2 separate regions of the Mus musculus genome follow, and region 2 is linked to region 1. Evidence: chromatin contacts called from public ChIA-PET data. All regions are on one chromosome and are shown on one strand. Each heading gives the region's core, a stretch centred on a gene start, on an enhancer-like site or on the middle of the called end of the contact. The rest is flanking DNA. Distances are from core to core; before and after follow the strand shown.

Region 1 (2,700 bases), core at 105-2,604:
TACATCCCCCTAAGAACCATCCACCAGAAGGTCTCACTTTCCTCATTACTGTGAGTCTCCCAGCTGCCTTGTCTGCTTCTGCACAGTCTCCTTCCATCTCATTTCCTGGACAGCAGGCCAAAACATTTTTCGGAAAGGGAATAATGAAAATCTAGTTTTTAAATTGTTTTGGTGACTCTGTTCCTGGTATTATCATTAGGTGTAGTTGGTGCCGCTTTGTCTTCTGTTCACTGCGCCTTAACTTTCAGTCTCCTTTCAGGTTCCAAAATGGACTCGCTTTCTCCATATTCAGCTTCTTTACATAGAGTTCTGCCTTTGAATGTTTATAAAGGTTACATTATTCTGCAGCTCTTGGATAAGTGTCCTTTCCTTTATATTCCCACGGGTTGCCAATTCATCCCACCATTTAACACCAGTGTGCTTGGAAGTGTGTCATTGATGTCTCCCACCAGGATCTGTGAACTCACAGACCTCCAGGCCTTTCCTCAATATATGCAAGTGTATATGGAACGGTTTAGTATATGTGGAACTGTTAATGTGGGACTGTTTGTTTAGTATATGTGGAAGTGTCTAGTGTATATGGGACTGTCCAGTGTATATGGAACTGTTTAGTATTTATAGAACTGTTTAATGATTATTTGGGGCCCCTCATTTGCAATAAAAATCATAATGAACAATATTTAAACATGTTAAGGAGGAGAAGGAAAAGGTAATTGGGGACAGCTAGAAATTTCCTGTTGGAAATAAACCAAATTTTACCATTAGTTTCCTCTTGAAGTCCCTGGAACAGACTATTTTAGTCCTATAATATCAAGTAGGCTTTATTTCCCGTGTAAAACAAACCAGAAGCAGCTGAAGTGGAGAACGTACCACTTTTACTTTATTTAAGGAGGAGGTGAAGGACAAGAGTGGCAGACTTGCACAGGAAGACCAGAATTAGGGCAAGGTTACCTAAGTGTTTTCAGCGAAGGATCTTCGCTTCCTTTCCAGTCTAAACAGTGTACCATCTTGATTGAGATGCACTATTAAAGATGCGTTCTTTCTGTAATCCAGAGTGTCCTTAGCTCTCCTTAGAATGGCGTTTCCTGTGGTGCTGCATGATTTGTAGTTCCTTTTCTTGACAATTTATTTCCCTTTACATTCCAGTACAAAGTTATAAGTACCTGAAACACTTTCTTTTTAATGTCCTTGAAGTTCTTTTTTAATGCTGCCTTTTTAATTTAGAACTAAGTTATACAAAATTTACAGTCACCTAGGTGTGATGAAGCTGTAACCCCTGCGTGCAGTGGCAGAGGCAGGAAGGTGGAGCGTCTAAAGGCCGTCTAGGCTGTAAATCGTGACACTGCCTCAGCTGTGCAGGAAGCAGAGCAGCACACACAGCTCACGTGACTGTGGGCAACTTTGTGTGCTTTTCCTTTCTCCTTCTACAGAAGGACTTGTTTTTCACCCAGATGAGTGGCACCACTTCAGAATCTTTGAAGTATGTACGTCTTCCTAGCTCTGCATCATTCTCTGTGGATGAAACGGTGTGCATCCATGATAATACTGTCTAGTGTGATCATCCTGGCCATAGGAGGGCTGTATGATGGAAGGTGTTCTGAACAGTTAAGACTTTCAGCAAATGAAGCAGGGTGCTCCTGATAGTCGGGTGTACAGTCTTCACAGCTAGAAACAGTTTTCATCTACATCAGGAAATCCCATGAAGAAGAACTATCTGCATTAGCCAGCAGAGGGTAGTGTGTGCATGAAAGTGAACCACTGGCTTGTGAGGCTCCTTTGGCAAGTGTGTTAGAGTTCCTAGATGGCGTATGTGTACAATTAGCAATACTGATAGGACAGTGGTTACGAGGCTCTGTCTAAAAGCTGAGATCTAAAGTGTGTGCTACCATAACATTGCTGTTCCACGAAGAATGTCCTTTAAATGTCAGGCTCCATTTTGAAGGACCCACTAATCTACCATGTGGGAAATTGACTGAGTCATCTATATGTGTTCACATAACGTCTCGTTTTTTAAAAGGACAGAAGAATAATGAGAAAAGCATTGAGCCTTTGATGTGTGACTTGGGCAGCAACCCCACAGTGCTGCTTCCCAGCTGTATGCCTTATGGCAGATCGTTCAAGCTCTTTCAATCTCTGTTTCCCTATCTCCAAAACACAGATGAAAAGAATGCAGAAAAATTAAATAATTACCATAGACAAGACCCAGTTGGTAACAAATATAGTAGTGCTTTTATAAATGAACCCGTCTCTTTCCTGTAACATTTACAATTGCTGATTGTCTTTGAAAGGAGAGAGGTGTGAGAGCTATTGGTTTCTGATGGTTTCTGTGTTTTCCTCCCGAGCTTAGTTACTGGCTGAGAAATGACAGGAAGCAATAGTGTTGTCAGATGCAAGGTTTACTTAAGGAGGAGTTGATACGAAAGAGAGCTGCAAACTTCCAAGGGAAGGCAGTTGTTCATTTCTCTTTGACACCCGCTTTTACCAACAGCGCTACTACTCCTAAAGTGGGCATTGTGGCCTTACTCTTCATCTCCACAGCTTTCACTTCTGTGGTTTCCCAGCTGTGACTTTCTACTTCATATGCATGCAGTATTTCTGTTCATTAGAAATGTACAGAATTGTGGTTCTGCAATACATAAATGATAGATACCATGATTGATCTCCGTGGGTGGGTGTGGGACGGTTATAAAAACCAAATAA
Region 2 (2,764 bases), core at 123-2,622, 180 kb before region 1:
TGTGCATTCCACCCTAGTGAATGAGGCTCTCAAGTAATTAATAAGCTTACAATTAAAATCTAAAACATCAGTATACTCCACGACTTCTGAGAAGAAGAGAATTAAGAAAGTTGTATTGAGTCCTATTTTGATTGACTTCTTGCTTTGTTTGTTTCTACTGCAGGGGAATCTGTTGAAAGTGTGTTGTTGAGTTTAAAATGGCATCCCTGTCTTTATCCTGCTTACTCACTCTTACCTCACAAAATACGTTCAGTTACCTTCTGTTCTGACACTTCCTTCCTGTCTCTGTCCAGGCCAAGCCAGTTCTCAACCATTTTCATGGATGATCAGTGCAGTGCAGGATGACCTTCACAAGCACTGTCCCATCTCAGTGCAGTGCAGGATGACCTTGACAAGCACTGGCCCACTTCAGTGCAGTGCAGGATGACCTTGACAAGCATTGTCCCATCTCAGTGCAGTGTAACCATTCTCTGGTTGCAGATGATTTAGACCCTATAGTGTCTCCACCTTGACAGGTGCTCTTTGTGTGTGTGTCTGCATATATGATGGACATATCTGTGTTCATTTGTGTGAGTGGAGACCAATCTTGGGTGCTATTCATCACCATCTACCTTGTATTTTGTACAGGGTCTCTCACGGACCTATAACTCATCTGGTAGGCTAGCCTCTAAGCCTCAAAGTTCTACCTAGCTCTGCCTCCTGGTGCTGAGATTATAAAAATGGGCCATTCTTCCAGATTTGTATATGTATGTGTGGAGGAGTGGGTAGATTTTGAGAAACTCACTCTGTAGATCAGGCTGGCCTCAAATTCAGAGATCCATTTGCCTTTGACTCCTAAGTGCTGGGATTAAAGGCATGTGCCTCAACCTCCAGGCCAGACATTTTCTTAGTTTACATAATAGAGATTGGCACTCAGGTCTTTTAGCACTTCACTCAGTTACCTCCCTATCCTGACAGATGTGTTTTAAATGTGCATTCTGTAGAAGATCAAACATATAGATGAATGAATACTCTTGTAATATTTGGCTCCATTTCCGGATAAGTCTACAGGATATTGGTAAACAGTGAAGTCATTTAGTTGAAATTGCTGTGTGGTTTTCCTTGTTAATAGTAAGAGATGCCATTATATCAACCCTCAAGAATGACAGTAATGGCCATTGGTTTGGATATTTGGGGAATTTCATCAGGAGACTCCAGTGCTGGGATCAAACCTCTGGGTGGGGCTTCATTTGCTCTAACCACATTTGACCATAGTTCCATAGTTGACAAATGCCCACTCAGCCCACTCAGATTTGATTAGCCTCGTAGAGTCTGTTGCCTTTCAGAGTCCCATCCCAGGATGTAGTTCTATACCACTAGGGGGAGCATCAGACCTTGAGCTAAGAGTCATTCCTGTTAGAGAACACTGCCTCTTTCGGTGTTGCTCCTAAGTGGCCAGATAGTGAGGGGACTTGACAGTGGGTGGATCTTGTCTGCTAAGGATTTAGATTTGCCTGGTAAAACTCAAAGAAAGTTGGGGGAAGTGCCATTATTTCCCAGACGAATCTGAATTGATGAAGGCAGGCTGTACTGATCAGAGACAAGCCCTTAGGGAAATGAAGTGCTGAGGAGAGATTCTGCTCACAGGTAGAACAGTATATGCTAATTAGTATCGTGCATGAGGAAGAAAAAGAGCAGTCAGTACATGACAAATTTGAACTCAGGAATGAGGAAGGATTTTGTGTTTAGAGATGAGATTTTGAAAGTCTAAGTCATTTTTCTCAAGGGGCCTAGAGATGCCTGTTTATTGCTTTTTTACAGATGTGAGGTGAAATCTATATGTAAAAGATGCGATCCCAGGAACAGAGGTCAAAATGAGCTAGTGGTGCTAAGAGAGAACATGAACTTAGCAGTGCATAATGGAAAAAGGTATAGGTGAGAGTTGACCTATCTGGGTACAGAAAGTATAAAGCAGTCTGCCTACCTGTCTGTCTGTCTGTCTGTCTATCTGCCTGCCTGCCTGCCTGTCTGTTTTAATCTTAAGACAGGGTCTCACTCTGTAGCTCTGGCTATACTGGGATACAATATGTAGAGCAAGCTGGCCTCACACTCACCTTCCTCTGCCTCCTTGTGCCATGATGCCCTGCAGGATTGTTTCCTTTATTTGTTGAATTTTATGCATTAAAGAACTATTTCAAATATTAGCATACAGGGAAAAGCAGAACTTAATAGCATGACAAAGCAAAAGCAAAGGCCTTGTAAAAAGAATATTTATTATGCAAGTACAGAGTTTGTTGAAAGCAGTTACTTCCAATTGTTGCCCATTCTGCATATACAATGTAATTTCCCAGAACTAAAGAAGGATATTTTGACAAAATGTTTTTATTTTTTCAAATAGATTTATCTGTGACTCCTTGCAGCCTTGAGCAATACGTCATTGCTATCTCCTTATACAGTGATAACATGCAAAAGAATATTATGGAGAGACTGAGTCACTAGAATTGCCTCATTATAACAACATGGTCCTGATTCTGTAAATGTTCTGTTCTGTTTTTGAGAAGAGATTAGGAAAGGAAGTAATCATATTAAGACAGTTTGTATCATATAATTTGAGATCTAGTACCTAGCACAGCACCAAGTAGGTAAATATCAGAATGTTTCTAGAACAAGTGAATTCAACCTTTCTGTGCTTGCATTAATATTTGCTAATATGTAGGACTGCTTTCACTTACTCTGTTTATATGGTATAAACTCTTAAGAAGTTTTGTAGGGGATGGAGAGATGA

Evidence for each region. ChIA-PET counts read pairs in DNA pulled down with a chosen protein or histone mark.
Region 2: a contact with region 1 is called in an RNA polymerase II ChIA-PET map of memory CD8 T cells, with 5 read pairs. The contact joins two enhancer-like sites. A contact is called at or near these places in 2 of 115 datasets of contacts at active chromatin or transcription factors (CD8 T cells and memory CD8 T cells) and 1 of 9 other capture datasets (liver).

Annotation. Positions count from the first base shown.
Region 1 is chr10:30,537,280-30,539,979 of GRCm38.p6, reverse strand. All of the region lies in intron 12 of Trmt11 (tRNA methyltransferase 11), which reads left to right. Among named protein-coding and RNA genes, the nearest start is that of Gm22623, 45 kb to the right of the region's middle. Within about 2 kb of position 1,354, at least 31 of the 459 cell types and tissues checked have an H3K27ac peak or open chromatin away from gene starts, as enhancers often do. A contact at or near this core is called in memory CD8 T cells, where this site is marked.
Region 2 is chr10:30,717,744-30,720,507 of GRCm38.p6, reverse strand. The region is part of intron 3 of Ncoa7 (nuclear receptor coactivator 7); the gene reads left to right. Among named protein-coding and RNA genes, the nearest start is that of Ncoa7, 84 kb to the left of the region's middle. Within about 2 kb of position 1,372, at least 27 of the 459 cell types and tissues checked have an H3K27ac peak or open chromatin away from gene starts, as enhancers often do. A contact at or near this core is called in memory CD8 T cells, where this site is marked.